5 separate regions of the Mus musculus genome follow, and all the other regions are linked to region 1. The links are chromatin contacts, called in public Hi-C and HiChIP or PLAC-seq maps. All regions are on one chromosome and are shown on one strand. Each heading gives the region's core, a stretch centred on a gene start, on an enhancer-like site or on the middle of the called end of the contact. The rest is flanking DNA. Distances are from core to core; before and after follow the strand shown.

Region 1 (2,806 bases), core at 202-2,701:
GAGGCAGATGAATCTCTGTGACTTCGAGGAGAGCCTGCTCTACAGAGTCAGTTTTGGGAGAGCCACGAAAGAAACCTACACAAAGAGGTTGTCTTGAAAACCCACAAGTTAAAAAAAGAAAAGAAAAGAACCCGGTGTGGTGTCGCACACCTTTGATCCCAGCACTCAAGAGGCAGAGGCAGGCAGATTTCTGAGTTCGAGGCCAGCCTGATCTACAGAGTGAGTTTCAGGACAGCCAGGGCTACATAGAGAAACCCTGTATCGAAAAACCAAAAAGAAAAGAAAAAAAGAAAGAAGAAGTTGTTGTCAATAAGTAGTGCAAAAGCAGGGAGAGTCGCGTATTCCTATATCCCATAATTTAGAAAGTTTAGATGCTGTCTTCAAAAAAAATGCTAGATTTTTTTTTTTTTTTGAAATGTGAGGTAGGTATGACACACTTTTTTTGGTTTTGTTTTGTAGCTCTGGCTGTCCTGAAACTCACTCTGTAGACCATGCTGTCCTCGAACTCAGAAATCCGCCTGCCTCTGCCTCCCGACTGCTGGGATTAAAGGCGTGCTGCCACCACTGCCCGGCACGACACACTTTTTTTTTATATCATCTTCCGTATTTCTTGGGCCTTTAAAGCCACCTTCCAAACTGCCAATCTCCCCAAAAGTTCTGATGTGGAAGCAGTCACTCCCGCTCCGTCAACATCCCCGGTCAACTCTACTAAAGAGGTCCAGCTCCTCCCTCGGGACACCAGAGGCCCAGGCTAGACCACGAGACGACAAGGACACGATAGCTTACTTTTCCAGCTACTTCTTACTCTAGGCAGGCCTGCCGACATGAATGCTCAGAAACCGCCACACTCTGAGGGAGCTCCGGAGTCCCGGGGTCACCCACCGGAAGCTGTGCGTGCGTGCGTGAGCGGGCGAGTGCGTGGACGCGCGCGTGGGCGCCAACCACTCCCTACCGCAGCCCCCCAAAGTGGGAGGCTGGCCCACAATCCCCCGCGAGGGCGGGAAAAGCAAGGGGTCGCCTGGCAAGGGTCAGGGGACACACAACAGACCTCCTACAAGGGTTTTTTGAATTTTTCACAGCAGGAAACTGCCAACTGGTCAGTTTCTGGTTGCTGCGTCTACTACAACTTCCATCCAGGAGGATGGATTCTTGAGGAACCCGTGAAAGAGGGCAGAGCATGGTGAGGAAATATGCTGTACAGGGTTCACTTGGCCTGGCTACCGTCTCCGCGTCTCCGGCCTCTTTTTTTGTTTTTGTGTTCACTGTCAGGCTATATCCGAAACGTGACTCGGACGAGTGAAACTAGAAGACAACCTTACATGAAACCAGTGTGTGGGATTTCCTCAGCAGCAGCAAGGCCTCGTGAGTCTAGGCCGCGCGAGCCCCGCCCCTTACGCCGCGCGTGTGACGTCACGCCACTGACCCTCCCCCGCGGGAGGGCGGGGTTTGGGTTTCCAGCGCTTTCGCGCCTCTTGCTCTACGTCACTGCGTGCGTAGCCGCCGAGCTCTCAAAAAAAAAAAAAAAAAAAAAAAAAATGCAGCGGGAGTTGGTGGGTTATCCGCTGTCTCCAGCGGTGCGCGGGAAGCTGGTGGCTGCGGGGTTTCAGACGGCGGAGGACGTCCTAGAGGTGAAGCCCTCCGAGCTCAGCAAAGGTAACGACTCCCAGCTGCCAGCTGATGCACCGCGGCCGCTTGGCGCCGCCTCCGTCTTCGTTCCGCCGCCTCCGCCAAGCCGATCTTTTGACACCGCTGAAATTCTCTTGAGCTTGGAACTGTGTGGAGCAACGTTTACTGATTGCTTTCTCCGTGCTCGCTGGATGCTTTGAGGAGTGCCTCACTTAATGGTTTAAGGAAGGCTCCTCTTGGACCAGGGTGTCCAATCTGTAGATGAAAGAACCGACTTCTCATCTTGAGGTTTCATGATAAACTGGGTTGGGAAACAATCACAAGCCATGTAATTCTCCTTGGTCAAAGATCCTGGGGGGCGGGGGGGGGGAATTGAAGTTGAAAAATAAAGGATTAGAGAAGGACTAGAGATATTTCAGTGAGAAAAGCAATAGAACATTCCCTTAGACCAGGAGAAAGCTCTAGAAAGACGTTCGTGATTCACAGGAATACTGCCTCCCCCCCCCCCCCGCCCTGGCCCCCGACTTTTCTCAGAGTTCTTTAGGTTACAGATAAGTGGGAATCACAACCGGGCAGTGGTGGCGCACGCCTTTAATCCCAGCACTTGGGAGGCAGAGGCAGGTGAATTTCTGAGTTCGAGGCTAGCCTGGTCTACAGAGTGAGTTCTAGGACAGCCAGGGCTACACAGAGAAACCCAGTCTCAAAAAACAAAACAAAAAAACCAAAGTGGGGACCACTGCATCCTTAATGTTCACAAATCCAAACTTCGTTGTAGTCACCCACTGTGCCAGTAATACTATGCACATCTCTTTGATGGTGATCAAAGAGGACAGAATGGAATCTGGTTTGATTTTTGTTTAAGTGTTGTGTATTGAACTCATGGCTTTGCCAATGTTAAACACTACCACAGAGCTATACCCCTAGTCTAATTTTACATCCCAGCGATGATGCTAACAGAGTAGTAGCAGAATGGGTAGAGCACTAACTAGCTATGTATGCCCAAGGCCCTGGTTTTGATTCCCCAACTGCTAAATAACTAAATAATTGGATAATTCATTTCTGTGTTAGACTTTTGTTTGTTTCAAGAAAAGGTTTGGGGGCTGGAGAGATGGCTCAGCGGTTAAGAGCACTGACTGCTCTTCCCGAGGTCCTGCGTTCAATTCCCAGCAACCACATAGTG
Region 2 (2,806 bases), core at 80-2,579, 190 kb after region 1:
GTGCACTCATGGAGTGGGACCAAATTAATGGACTTTGCCCTTTTTCCTTGTCCATCAACAAATGATACAAGATCAAGCTAGGAAGTTGTTGCTGGCCCTGAGAAAGGTTTCCTTGTTGCTAAAGACATAGAAAATTAACAAACCTTGCCCATGAATCCTCAGGATGTGATTCAGAGTTCTTACCAAGTTTGCAACAGAAGCAACTATCTTGTCATTTTCAAAAAAGCTAGCCAATTCACTGAGACTTCTAGTTCACTGATATGACACAGAAAAGAAAGAGAGAGAGAGAGAGTGAGAGTGGAGAGCAGGCAGGCAGGCAGGCAACTATCAGCCAAATGAAGAGGTTCGCATCTGCAATCCCAGCATCGAGAGGCTCAGGAGGGAGAACTGCTATGAGTTCACAGCCATCCTGGGCTATTCACAGTGAAAATATGTCTCAAAATGGGGAGTGAAAGGCAGCTGCCAGGATGTAGCTGCTCTGCTGAACTCCTGGGTTCCACTGTTAACACATGAAAAATAAGCATACAGCTCAAGCCTAGAATCCCTGTTCTTTGGAAGTACAGTCAGGAAGATCAGAAGTTCAAGTCCAAGGCTAGCCTGGGCTACATAGTAACAAAGAAATACAGAGGCATACCCACATTGAACAGCTAAGTTTTCTAACTCTGAAAATACCCTATCACACTTAGGCATGTCTCACTTAAGACTTCTAAACAAGAGTGCTACTTTCATTACATTAATTTTATTTATTTTTGAATAGCTCGTCTTGATTACCCTAAAGGTGATCAGCACTAGTAAGCCATCACAGGTTGTATAACTCATCTGCTAGCTAATCTGGAGCAATGTTTTTAATAGCTGTGACAAGACTTTTCTCTGAATTGGGTATTCAGTCTTCAGTTTACAGAATTGTACAGCTTATCAATGGCGTGTGTGTTGTTTTTGTTGTTGTTAAATTAGGCTGCCAGTATAAAATCGTTAAAAAGAAGACAAATAGAAGGTTGTCCCAATTAGTTCCAGTTAGAAAGGAATGGGTCTGTTTATGACCATTATGTCTAAAAAAAACAAACAAAAACAAAAAAACAAAAAACAAAACCCAAAACACAACAAAGCAATTACATTGCACTGATACTTGGGAGCCGGGCGTGCTGACACATACCTACAACTCCAGCACTGGGAGGTCTGACAGGACTGAATTCTAATGTGATAACCAGACTGTATCAAAAACCCAAACCTAAAAACAACAAAAACAGAACAAAAATCCCCCGTGATCTTTGTAGTTCCGAACTCCCAGCTATTAAAGCAGAGAAATGAGGCCTTAAAGTTTCTTCAGACAGCCTCTTCCTCAAGGAGGAAGAGAAACCACAGCGACATGACAGAACACTTCCTCCATTTGACACAGTAAGAACTTTTTCCCCACGCCCCTTTTAACTTGACTTTTGGTCTTAAGACACATGGATTTAAGATAAGCCCACTCCTCACAATCTGACTGCTACTTCTACTCTGGCCTCAGACGTACTGGCTCATCACCTGACTGTCTACTCATGCCTTCAAGTGAAACTTCCAAGGGTACATTACAACTCAAGCATACAGAGATGGAAATTCTAAGCACTGACTCTAGGTTCAAATTCTAACCCTTACAAGGACCATTTCTGTGACTTTCAGTGAGGTAAGTTATATTTCTAAGTCTTTTTAAAAATTTTTTTGTTTTTTTAAATTATTTTCTTTATTTACATTTCAATTGTTATCCTCTTTCCTAGTTTCCCCTCCAAAAATCCCCTATCCGACTCCCCTCTGCCCCCTCCCCCTGCTCACCAACCCACCCACTCCCACTTCCTGGTCCTGGCATTCCCCTATACTGGGGCATAGAACCTTCACAGGACCAAGGGCCTCTCCTCCCACTGATAACTGACTAGGCCATCCTCTGCTACATATGCAACTAGAGCCATGACTCCCACCATGTGTTTTCTTTGAGAGATGGTTTAGTCCCAGGGAGCTCTGGGGGTACTGGTTAGTTCATATTGTTGTTCCTATGGGGCTGCAAGCCCCTTCAGTTCCTTGGGTCCTTTCTCTAGCTCCTTCACTGGGGACCCTGTGCTCTGTCCAATAGATGGCTGTGAGCCTCCACTTCTCTATTTGTCAGGTACTGTCAGAGCTTCTCAGAAGACAGCTTTATCAGGCTCCTGTCAGCAAGCTCTTCTTGGCATCCGCAATAGTGTCTGGGTTTGGTGGTTGTTTATGGGATGGATCCCCAGGTGGGGCAGTCTCTGGATGGTCATTCCTTCAGTCTCTGCTTCACACTTTGTCTCTTTAACTCCTTCCATTGGGTATTGTTCCCCCTTCTTCTTGAGTTTCATGTGTTTTGCAAATTGTATCTTGGGTATTCTGAGCTTCTGGACTATCCACTTATCAGTGAGTGCATATCATGTGTGTTCTATTTCTAAGTCTTAAATCACTTGTTTGTAAAATCAGAAATAAAAGAAGTTAATGACTATAAAGAATAATTTTGAGAATAACATAGCAAGAACTTACTAAATATCAACTTTTTTGATGATATACTTTTAGTTCCTCTATCAGAACACTTATCACACAATATTATCAAAGGCTATTTACCAGTGTCTTCAATATCTAATCTCTACTTCTTAAGTGGTTCTTCCCACCTCTCCCCTCCTACCACACATACACAGCATACCTTAAAAAAGCTACAGTTTGCCTGGCGGTGGTGGCGCATGCACTTGGGAGGCAGAGGCAGGTGGATTTCTGAGTTCGAGGCTAGCCTGGACTACAGAGTGAGTTCCAGGACAGCCAGTAC
Region 3 (2,806 bases), core at 223-2,722, 170 kb after region 1:
TCTCCAGGTTCCTAGCTCGTCGTGTTGTGTTAACTTTGCTATGAAGGAACTTCAGATGCTGTTTATATGCTCAGAATGCTTATCATTGTTTAAAATAACAACCAGATGACTTTACAGTTATTTAAGTCCACCTGGCTATTTATACATTTAAAATTCATTATAAAATAAGACTCATGTCAAGGAATATTGAATATCAGTTTCTATTTTTTTAAATAGGAGCTTCCAATTTAGTGAAAAATCTGCTTAAAACCAATGATTGCTTCACTCCATTGTTGCAGAAAATGGGAGGTTCTTTCCGAATGTCACAGTTTTTTTGGTGAATTATAAAGTGACATGAACAGAATTCTTTAAAACACACTTTTTATACAAAACTATTTTCTAAATGTGGAAATATTTAGAATGTATATATGTATATATATATATATATACACACACAGTTTTATGAGAGAGGGTCTAAGCAGACCAACCTGGACTCTGTCTTCGCGTGCTGGTATTAAAGGTGTATACACCACACCTGGCCCAGAAAATGCCCAGTCAGATCATCTCGGGCTCAAGTTCACTTTTTCTTTTTCCTTCCCTCCCCATTCACACCAGGGAACAAACCCAGGCCTTCATGCATGCCAGGCAAGCTCTACACACGCAGGTGCACTTCCAGCACTAAAGAAGAATTGGTCTCCCTAAGACTTAAGCCTTTTAAAGGGGTGAAGCTACTATAAAACAGCTTCAACAGGCGACTGTCTGTACAAAGTTGTAGACGTAACTTCAAGGAATGGGCTGTGCCTGCCTTTGTCTAGGTCTGGGCTGAGTGTGTTGTCAGGCTTCATGGGTTAGCTTCTCTTCCCAGCTGGCTTTTCTTCTCTGCCCAGTGTCACATGTAAATACAATTAGTGTGTTGCTCATGTGTATGTGCTGGGGCTGACTGCTTGGGACTGCCAGCATTTGAAAAAGAATACATGTATGTCTTCATGGGTAAACAGGCAGATATTTTTAAAGAAGCAACTGAATATAGACAAAGCTAGCATACACAAAGGTCATATCTAATTACTAAACTAGTTTATCATTACCAAAGATTCCAGAATAAGACAACCTTAAAGATTGGGTTTAGTTTCACTGGTGATTCGAATCCTTCCTACTCCTTGAAAAGATGCTGGCAAACTGTTAAGTTCCCCGAATATGAACATGAGAAGCTAAGTGAATACAAATACCTCATGAAGAACATTTTTTTCTTTACAATAAGGGAGCAATTAGTTACTGTGGAACAATGCCAAAAGAGGGGAAATTCTCAAGCCTAAAATATCCTCTTAGGTACAAGTATTTTTGACAACTAGAACTGGTCAAGAACTCTTCCTTCTGAGAGTGTTTTGTCAGGACACTGATGTATCCCCACAGAGGCAACCTAACGGGTAGATGCCGGCCTTGATTCTAAAAATAGAGCACAAGGCGAAACCAAAGCAGCACTTCAGGAAGCGACACCTAAGACAGAATAAGGTCGACATCACAGATAAAATGACTTTGCAGGTAGATAGGGAGACACACTATGTTTAAGGAGGGAAACCCCAGGATATAAATAGTTTTAGGAGTAGCAATGAGTACTCAAGGTGAGAGCAGAGGGTGAACTGGTCAAGAGAAGTGTCTCTGCCAGCCTGTGATGGTCTGGACGGCAGTGAGTGACCAAGCAGAGTCCACATGAGCAGGCTTGTCTCTCCAAGCACTCGCAGTTATAGGCAGAGGGAGGATTGAGGCGAGTGTACCAGGCCTAGAAGGGAGATCATTTAGAAGGCTTGTGGGAACAGAGCTGGAGACGAGGCCATCTAAAACGGGAGACACGGAGGAGGCTATAAACCGGTGAGACAGATGATAGTTTGTGAGGAAGAGGAAAGCTAACTTCCAGGTTTCTGACTTATGAGTGGGAAGATGATGAAGCATTTGTAATAAAGCAGCAGCAGTTGGTGGGGGGGGGGTGAGTTCAGTTGACTTATTTTCAATTCTAGCTACTGATGGGTTTCAATTCTAGGTACTGATGGGATGTCTTGGAAGAGATTTTGTATATACTTAGAAATACAGATTTGGTGTTTAGCTGAAAGTTCTGAGTTGGACATAAGGATTTAGTAACTCATCGCACCTTGGCAATGCTATTGATCATGTGTGCAGCCAATGTTGAAACTACAGGTATGAGTAACAATTCCCAGAGGATACATCAGTGACGTAAGGCAACACAGTGGGCAGACACGGTTTGGATAATGGCTCTGCCACTCTGTAGGTTACTGATCTTGGGAAGGCAGTGTCTCGGTACTGTTTGCTCTTTGATGAAGTGAGAGCACTGGTATCCAGTTCCTGATTCACGTGTAAGGTGGCTATATACCTCATTCACAACTGGGTCTGACACACTCATAGCACACAACTGCCCTACTCTTAAATCAAGGAACAAGTCAGGAAAAATGAGTGACAGAGCAGTGACTTGTTCAGATGGCAGGAAAAGAGGGCTTGCAGAAGTCAAGGGTTGCAGAAGTCCCATGTGAGAAATAGGTTGAAGAAAGCAATGGTATTATGGACTAGAGACAGGGCTCAGCAGCAAAGAGCATGCGTGTCTTCTGCAGAGGGTCCAGGCTTGACTCCCATCACTCACATGAGAGCTCATGGCCATCTGTCAATCCCAGCTTAGGAGATCTGATGCCCCCTTCTAAGAGCTTCAGGCCCCAGGCCCACATGTGGTGAACATACAAACACAGAAAAAACATTATACACACAAAACAAATCTTAAAAATGAAATGCAATTTTAAGTAGGGAATAACTGGTAGTATTGAAG
Region 4 (2,806 bases), core at 185-2,684, 150 kb after region 1:
TAGTGTTGTTCAAGAAATGCCTATGTGCACACAATATGTGACTTAGAAACAAAATAGACAAAGACTATTTCTACCTATGAATATATAAAATCTGTGCTTTGCTGTTTGAGATCAAAGTTAACTGCTGTGTAGAAAACATTTCCTTTTACACATGGGCTCTAAACTGCTTGGAAGCAAGAATGGAAAGTATTTCAAAGGCTGTCTCATAGTTATACTTGATATATATATATATATATATATATATATATATATATACACATACATATATAGTAAAGCTGTAGGTTTTGGGTTTTTTACTTTTTGAGGACCCTAACAAGATTAATTTGATTTTAGAAGATCCAAACAACCCAAAGGCCAGCACTGCCAAAGTCAAGTCACACCAAGTGACAGCAGGGTTTCCAGTGTAGCAGCATCTGATCCCATGTATCTATTTACTTATTAATGTGTGTAGGTGTTTGATCACTATGAGCATGCCCGATGCCTACAGAGGGCAGAAGAGTCCATGGAACTGGGGTTACAGATAGTTGCTAGCTGCCTATGGGTGCTGGGACTCAGACCCAGGTCCTCTGAAGAGCAGCCAGTGCTCTTACGTGCTGACCCACCTCTCCAGCCCAGACAACAGCGTTCTCGGTCTGGGTCTCCCCATGCCTCAGCAGAGGCTATTTTTCACTATCGCTCTGCTTACTACCTTTGCCAAACTGCAACACCATCTTAGCATCTTAAGGCAAAGTATGAAGGAAGGCAGTTTGTATTGTTTGTTAGTCACTCTTGGTAAGTCCCTTAAATGACAAGTTTGTATCTGAGGCGTGTCAGGCATTCTCTGCTGTGCCTATGCTTTAAACAGACGTGTGATTCTCAGAAACAATTTCTTTCAATTCCATCAAAACCATAAGAAATGATTCATGCATGTGTCTCCATGTCCTGATGTGCAGAGAACACCGGCAGGCTGATGTTTCAGATCTTACTTTACTGAGCTAATCTTCCCTCCCTACTTCACTGAAAATATTTTCATTCTGTCTGACAAAAAGTTTAAAAAGTACATTAACTGTAACTAAAAATGTACCACAAATGACACATTAATGAGATTAATGGTGTGTGTCTTGTTCTCTCAAGTCGTCATAGTCTTACCTTTGATGAGCCTAGACTGATAGTTTAATTACACAAACGGTATCATTTTCTTGTGGGACTCTAGGGAGCTAGATCACTGTGAAATTCTCGGATCCTTTTAAAATGCAGCTTTAAAACAAAACAAAAGAACTGACTAGATCAGAGTGAAAGCAAGAGAGATGTGAAGACAAGCCACATCAGTACCAGAAACCCCAACTCATCAAGAAAAGGCCGGTAACCTCGACAGCAGGAGACGAGGCAATGCTAGTTATTCATCATCAGGACCTTGGAGAGGGCCCATTACTTCCTCTTACATCAGTTAAGGAGCAAGAGCTATGCAAAGTGACCCTCCCCCATACCTGGAATGTTTAGCTCAACTGTAGTGCTTGTCTACCATGTATACAGCCGTAGGCCATGCCTCAGAACTACAAGCCAAGAAAAGGAGAACAGAAACCAACCAGGTGTGGTGGTGCAAGCCTGAAATCCCAGCTGCTCAGACAGCTTTCATTTGAGGCCTGTTTGGGCAACGTAGTGAGACCTCATCTCAAAATAAAAATTAAGGTCAGCAAAATGGCCTGGACCAGTGAATCTCAACCTTTCTAACGCTGCGAGCCTTTAATCCAGTCCCGCATGTCGTGGTGACTCCCAACCATAAAATTATTTTGCTGCTACTTCACAACTGTGATTTTGCTACTGCTATGAATCGGAATGCAATACCTGATGTGTGACTCCCAAAGAGGTCATGACCCAAAAAAGTTGAGAACCACTGGCCTAGGGGTTAAAGGTGCTTGCAACCAAGCTTAACAACCTAGATTCTGTTCTCGGAATCCACACGGTGAAAGAGAATCAACTCTTGCAGATTGTCCTTGGTCCTCGGCAAGCCATGGCACCTGAATGCCCCCTCTCTGACACACACACTGATTAGATGGATGGATGAATGAATGAATGAATGCATGGATGAGTAATTGTAATTTTTTTTTTTTTAGTGAAAGGGGGCTGAAGGGTTGTTCAGGTGATAGACCACTTGCTTAACATGTAAGAGGCCCTAGGGTCAATGCCCAACGTTGCTAATACAGACAGACAGACAGACAGGTCCCAACTCAAGACCTGCAATTTTAAAAAGCACCGATGAGAGCTTGAGCAGTGTCTGCAGGGACGAGGACTTGAGTTCAGTCCCCAGGGTCCACATGGAAACCAGGTATGTTGGCATGTGCCTGAAATCTCAGGGCCACAAAGACAAGAGCACCCCAGGGTTCACTAGCCAGCCAGTCTGGCCAAAGCATAGACCCCAATTCCAAGGAAGAAACTGCCTCAAAGCGGGGGACAGCCATCTTTAGAATACACTTGCGCAGACATGTATATGTACACCCCCTATGCATCTGGACACACGTGAACACACACACAAACACAAAGATAAAGAGGTCCTATGGGATGAGAAAGGTAATATCAGAAGTTATTTTCCCCTCTAGAGGCCTGGAGCATAAGCAGTGTGATTTCATGTTTCTAAAACAGGTCTTTGGTCTCACCTGACCTTTCGAATATGAACTATACTAGGAAGGCAGGGTTTATGCTTCCTGTTCATAGAAATATACTGAATCATGTATATGTATATGCATGTGTATGTATATATGTATATGTACATCTTGAGCGGCTTCAGCAAAGCCCGGCAGGTTAGATGGGGTTGTCCTTACTTCCCTAA
Region 5 (2,806 bases), core at 108-2,607, 130 kb after region 1:
TTAAATTTGCTTGGATTTTGATTAGGAATGCATTGAACTTCTAAATCAAATTGGAAAGAATAGCCCACAACCAAAATCCCAGCCCTTGAGAGGCTGAGGCAGGAGGACTGTCATAAATTCAAGGTCAGCCTAGGCTACATAGTGAGTTTTACACCAGGCTAGAATACAGCTCTATTGGGCAAGAGTCTCAAACAGAAAAGAAAGTTGGGAAGAGCAATATCAAACATTCAAATCCATGAGCATGGATGTCTATTAAATTCCCTTATTGATACATTGTAACAATCTGTCATTAATTGTTACATTTGATCATAAACAAAGTGAAAACAGACAGTTGTCTCAGTATTTGTCATTTATCAGTTTTCTGTCCCCCACCCTTGTCCTTTTTTTCCTGTTTTTGTCTTTAATTCATTTTCTGCCTTTTGTGACTGTACCAAACATCTGACAATTCCATTTTCTTCCTCCTTTTTGGCATATTAATTAACCTTCTTTTAAAATTCCATTTTGCTGGTAAATCATGTAAATAGACATGCTGTCATGCAAGTGCTGTAGTCCCGCTTACTGGCTACAAACAGTGAGTTTGGTATAATTCTGAAGGACCTGAGGAAGGGTAATGAGTCTTGGCTTCCACTGTGATGCCCTTCCTGCCCTCCAACAAGGAAGCCAGGCAGTGGCTTCTCTCTGGCCATCGAAGTCCTGTGTGGTATTTCCTCCAAGAAAGGGGTGAAAAATCTGTTGTTTCTGTTGTCAAGTTCAGAAATCATCTGAACTTATTTGCGGACTCCCGTCCAGGGAATTAGCCTTTTTAATAAACTGAAAACAAGATGGAGAGAGACTTGAGGACAACTTTACTAGGGTTTGAGAAAAAGAACAGGGTGAGCAAGCTGTCAGCAGCTGCGGGGCGGGGCCATGTCAGCAGCTGCGGGGCGGGGCATGATGGAGAAGGGGAGGGGAGGAGCCGGCTCTTTTTTGAGTTAGGGTACAAGAAAGCAGTAGTTGAGGTTGGCATGCAGCCACAGGAGGGAAAGGGAACAGGTGTGCTTCAATAGCTGAGTGGGAGAGCCCAGAGTGACTGGGAATCATGCTGAGCCCTGTGCCCAGGAGAGGAAGGGAAAGGAGAAGCTACATTTGTCTGAGTAACCTTAGAGGGGTGGGGCAGGCTCCACAGCCACAGCTGTGTAAGTGGAGCCACTGAGGAAGGGGCTTTTGGGAAGGATAAACCCATTTTCTCATTAAGGGGATAAGATAATTATTCCTGTCTTGTCCTTAGCATGCTTTTCTGGTGAATCAGATTTCCTATGGTGAGGGGCAGACTCCCTGCCAGGCCCAGCTGTGTTAACTCTAGAGGGAAGACACAATAGTTTGTAATGTTCTGATCTTCAGAGCAGGCTAGAGGTAGTTCATTCTTTTAACAGGAGGTCTAAGAGGTTGATGTGTGTTTTTCTGGTGTTTCCAGGGAAACAGGAGATCCAAATCCAACAGGGAGGGAGGGACCCATCCTTAATGGCCTCCAAGGTAGTTATCTAAATTAGCTACATCTTTTGGATAATCTGGTTCAGCTTCTACATTAGCATTTCACTGTGAGGTGTGTGTGTGTGTGTGTGTGTGTGTGTGTGTGTGTGTGTACTAGATGTCAGATTCAGGCTTTCAAGCATTCCAAGTAGGCATTGCCACTTAGCTATAAACATGTTCTGAATCTGTATTCATCTATGATGGAGATGCTTCTTGCCCCACACCTCATGAGCCAGTTTCATAGCAGTAGATTCTCAACTTGTCTTTTAGCCTTTGTAGAGTTCAAGTAGGTTTTAGCTATGGAGTAGGTTTTGGCTTACGGGAATGCTGTGGCCGGCTGATTTTCTATTCAGATACTAACACTTTCTATACATCAGTGGTAAGGATTTGCTTTCCTGGTGTTGGTGTGCTCAGTGAAGCAGCACTGCACCCTCCTTCCTCCTCTGTATCTACTGCTTGGCTAACCGTTGGGCACAGATAAGCCCGGGCCTATCTCAGTGTGTGACGTGCCTTCCTTCCTACATTCACTCACTTCATTTTTGATTTAAAGAGAAAGGTGCATGGTTTGTCATCTCACTTGGTTACCTAGCAGCCACTGCTAAGTTACTAGATAACCTAATCCTGATACCACAGTGAGGGCGGAGGAGAGGGAAGGAGCAGGGACAGCCACTGGAGCAGTCAGAACACACAGCATCTTCCCGTTAAGTCCATGTGTATAGGCCCAGCTCATGGCCAAAGCCATTACCACAGTAGCAGCAGCAGAGATGACTGACTGCAGATCAGCATAAATGATGAAGGTGATAATGAAGTTTGAAATGTCTCAAGAATTAACAAAAGGTGACACAAAGACAAGAAGTATGTGCTGTTGGCCACATAGCATGGGTAACTTGCTTACATAGGGTTACCACCAACCTTCTGGGTTTTTTCTTTTTTGTTGTTTTTGTTTTTGTTTTTCTGAGACAGGGTTTCTCTGTATAGCCCTGGCTGTCTTGGAACTCACTCTGTAGACCAGGCTGGCCTCGAACTCAGAAATCTGCCTGCCTCTGCCTCCCAAGTGCTGGGATTAAAGGCGTGCGCCACCACCGCCCGGCCAACCTTCTGTTCTTAAACAGCACAGTAACTTCCAGTACAACAAAGCAACACACAGGAACTGAGTAAGCCTTACACCTACTAAGAGTGGAAAATAGCAGGACACCCGTGACCTCCCCTCACACCTGAGTCACTGCCACCATCTGATTCACCTGATGACGTGCACACCTATCCTTCTCACCTGATGAACATGCACATCTTATCCATC

What was found. Hi-C and Micro-C count contacts between places; a contact is called where the count stands out from the background. HiChIP or PLAC-seq counts read pairs in DNA pulled down with a chosen protein or histone mark.
Region 2: a contact with region 1 is called in a Hi-C map of hematopoietic stem and progenitor cells, with 5 times the contacts expected there. The contact joins the enhancer-like site here to the promoter of Rad51c in region 1. A contact is called at or near these places in 21 of 39 promoter capture datasets (the 3T3-L1 cell line, 3T3-L1-derived adipocytes, the C10 cell line and 16 more), 8 of 15 datasets of contacts at CTCF or cohesin (CD8 T cells, the NIH/3T3 cell line, embryonic stem cells and 3 more), 212 of 484 Hi-C or Micro-C datasets (the AML12 cell line, the AtT-20 cell line, B cells and 110 more), 50 of 115 datasets of contacts at active chromatin or transcription factors (the 230-238 cell line, DN3 thymocytes, the HPC-7 cell line and 35 more) and 5 of 9 other capture datasets (adipose tissue, embryonic stem cells, liver and 2 more).
Region 3: a contact with region 1 is called in a Hi-C map of cerebral cortex, with 2.7 times the contacts expected there. The contact joins the enhancer-like site here to the promoter of Rad51c in region 1. A contact is called at or near these places in 15 of 39 promoter capture datasets (the 3T3-L1 cell line, 3T3-L1-derived adipocytes, the C10 cell line and 9 more), 1 of 15 datasets of contacts at CTCF or cohesin (the NIH/3T3 cell line), 22 of 484 Hi-C or Micro-C datasets (B cells, CD4 single positive thymocytes, the CH12 cell line and 16 more), 29 of 115 datasets of contacts at active chromatin or transcription factors (the 230-238 cell line, the HPC-7 cell line, T-cell acute lymphoblastic leukemia and 22 more) and 4 of 9 other capture datasets (adipose tissue, embryonic stem cells, liver and 1 more).
Region 4: an H3K27ac HiChIP or PLAC-seq map of epiblast stem cells shows a contact between it and region 1, with 5 times the contacts expected there. The contact joins the enhancer-like site here to the promoter of Rad51c in region 1. A contact is called at or near these places in 5 of 39 promoter capture datasets (the 3T3-L1 cell line, HPC-7-derived erythroid cells, cranial neural crest and 2 more), 3 of 15 datasets of contacts at CTCF or cohesin (the NIH/3T3 cell line, large pre-B cells and pro-B cells), 30 of 484 Hi-C or Micro-C datasets (B cells, the Ba/F3 cell line, the G1E-ER4 cell line and 13 more), 26 of 115 datasets of contacts at active chromatin or transcription factors (the HPC-7 cell line, the NIH/3T3 cell line, T-cell acute lymphoblastic leukemia and 15 more) and 2 of 9 other capture datasets (adipose tissue and embryonic stem cells).
Region 5: an H3K27ac HiChIP or PLAC-seq map of epiblast stem cells shows a contact between it and region 1. The contact joins the enhancer-like site here to the promoter of Rad51c in region 1. A contact is called at or near these places in 2 of 39 promoter capture datasets (fetal liver and hematopoietic stem and progenitor cells), 3 of 15 datasets of contacts at CTCF or cohesin (the NIH/3T3 cell line, large pre-B cells and pro-B cells), 32 of 484 Hi-C or Micro-C datasets (B cells, the Ba/F3 cell line, the G1E-ER4 cell line and 14 more), 12 of 115 datasets of contacts at active chromatin or transcription factors (the HPC-7 cell line, T-cell acute lymphoblastic leukemia, acute myeloid leukemia and 7 more) and 4 of 9 other capture datasets (adipose tissue, embryonic stem cells, liver and 1 more).

What each region holds. Positions count from the first base shown.
Region 1 is chr11:87,403,151-87,405,956 of GRCm38.p6, reverse strand. Rad51c (RAD51 paralog C) reads left to right here and starts at 1,451. Exons shown (of 9, transcript NM_053269.4): 1 at 1,451-1,653. The coding sequence starts at 1,536. Tex14 (testis expressed gene 14) reads right to left here and starts at 892. Exons shown (of 31, transcript NM_031386.2): 1 at 787-892.
Region 2 is chr11:87,211,049-87,213,854 of GRCm38.p6, reverse strand. The region is part of intron 22 of Trim37 (tripartite motif-containing 37); the gene reads right to left. Among named protein-coding and RNA genes, the nearest start is that of Trim37, 85 kb to the right of the region's middle. Within about 2 kb of position 1,329, at least 24 of the 459 cell types and tissues checked have an H3K27ac peak or open chromatin away from gene starts, as enhancers often do. A contact at or near this core is called in B cells, ECoMG-derived neutrophils, bone marrow-derived dendritic cells and 6 more, where this site is marked.
Region 3 is chr11:87,234,302-87,237,107 of GRCm38.p6, reverse strand. The region is part of intron 6 of Ppm1e (protein phosphatase 1E (PP2C domain containing)); the gene reads left to right. It also overlaps a transcript of Trim37 not described here. Among named protein-coding and RNA genes, the nearest start is that of Gm22883, 83 kb to the left of the region's middle. Within about 2 kb of position 1,472, at least 11 of the 459 cell types and tissues checked have an H3K27ac peak or open chromatin away from gene starts, as enhancers often do. A contact at or near this core is called in cerebral cortex and double positive thymocytes, where this site is marked.
Region 4 is chr11:87,253,004-87,255,809 of GRCm38.p6, reverse strand. All of the region lies in intron 1 of Ppm1e (protein phosphatase 1E (PP2C domain containing)), which reads left to right. Among named protein-coding and RNA genes, the nearest start is that of Gm22883, 64 kb to the left of the region's middle. Within about 2 kb of position 1,434, at least 18 of the 459 cell types and tissues checked have an H3K27ac peak or open chromatin away from gene starts, as enhancers often do. A contact at or near this core is called in the HL-1 cell line and epiblast stem cells, where this site is marked.
Region 5 is chr11:87,275,007-87,277,812 of GRCm38.p6, reverse strand. All of the region lies in intron 1 of Ppm1e (protein phosphatase 1E (PP2C domain containing)), which reads left to right. Among named protein-coding and RNA genes, the nearest start is that of Gm22883, 42 kb to the left of the region's middle. Within about 2 kb of position 1,357, at least 71 of the 459 cell types and tissues checked have an H3K27ac peak or open chromatin away from gene starts, as enhancers often do. A contact at or near this core is called in B cells, the Ba/F3 cell line, the G1E-ER4 cell line and 6 more, where this site is marked.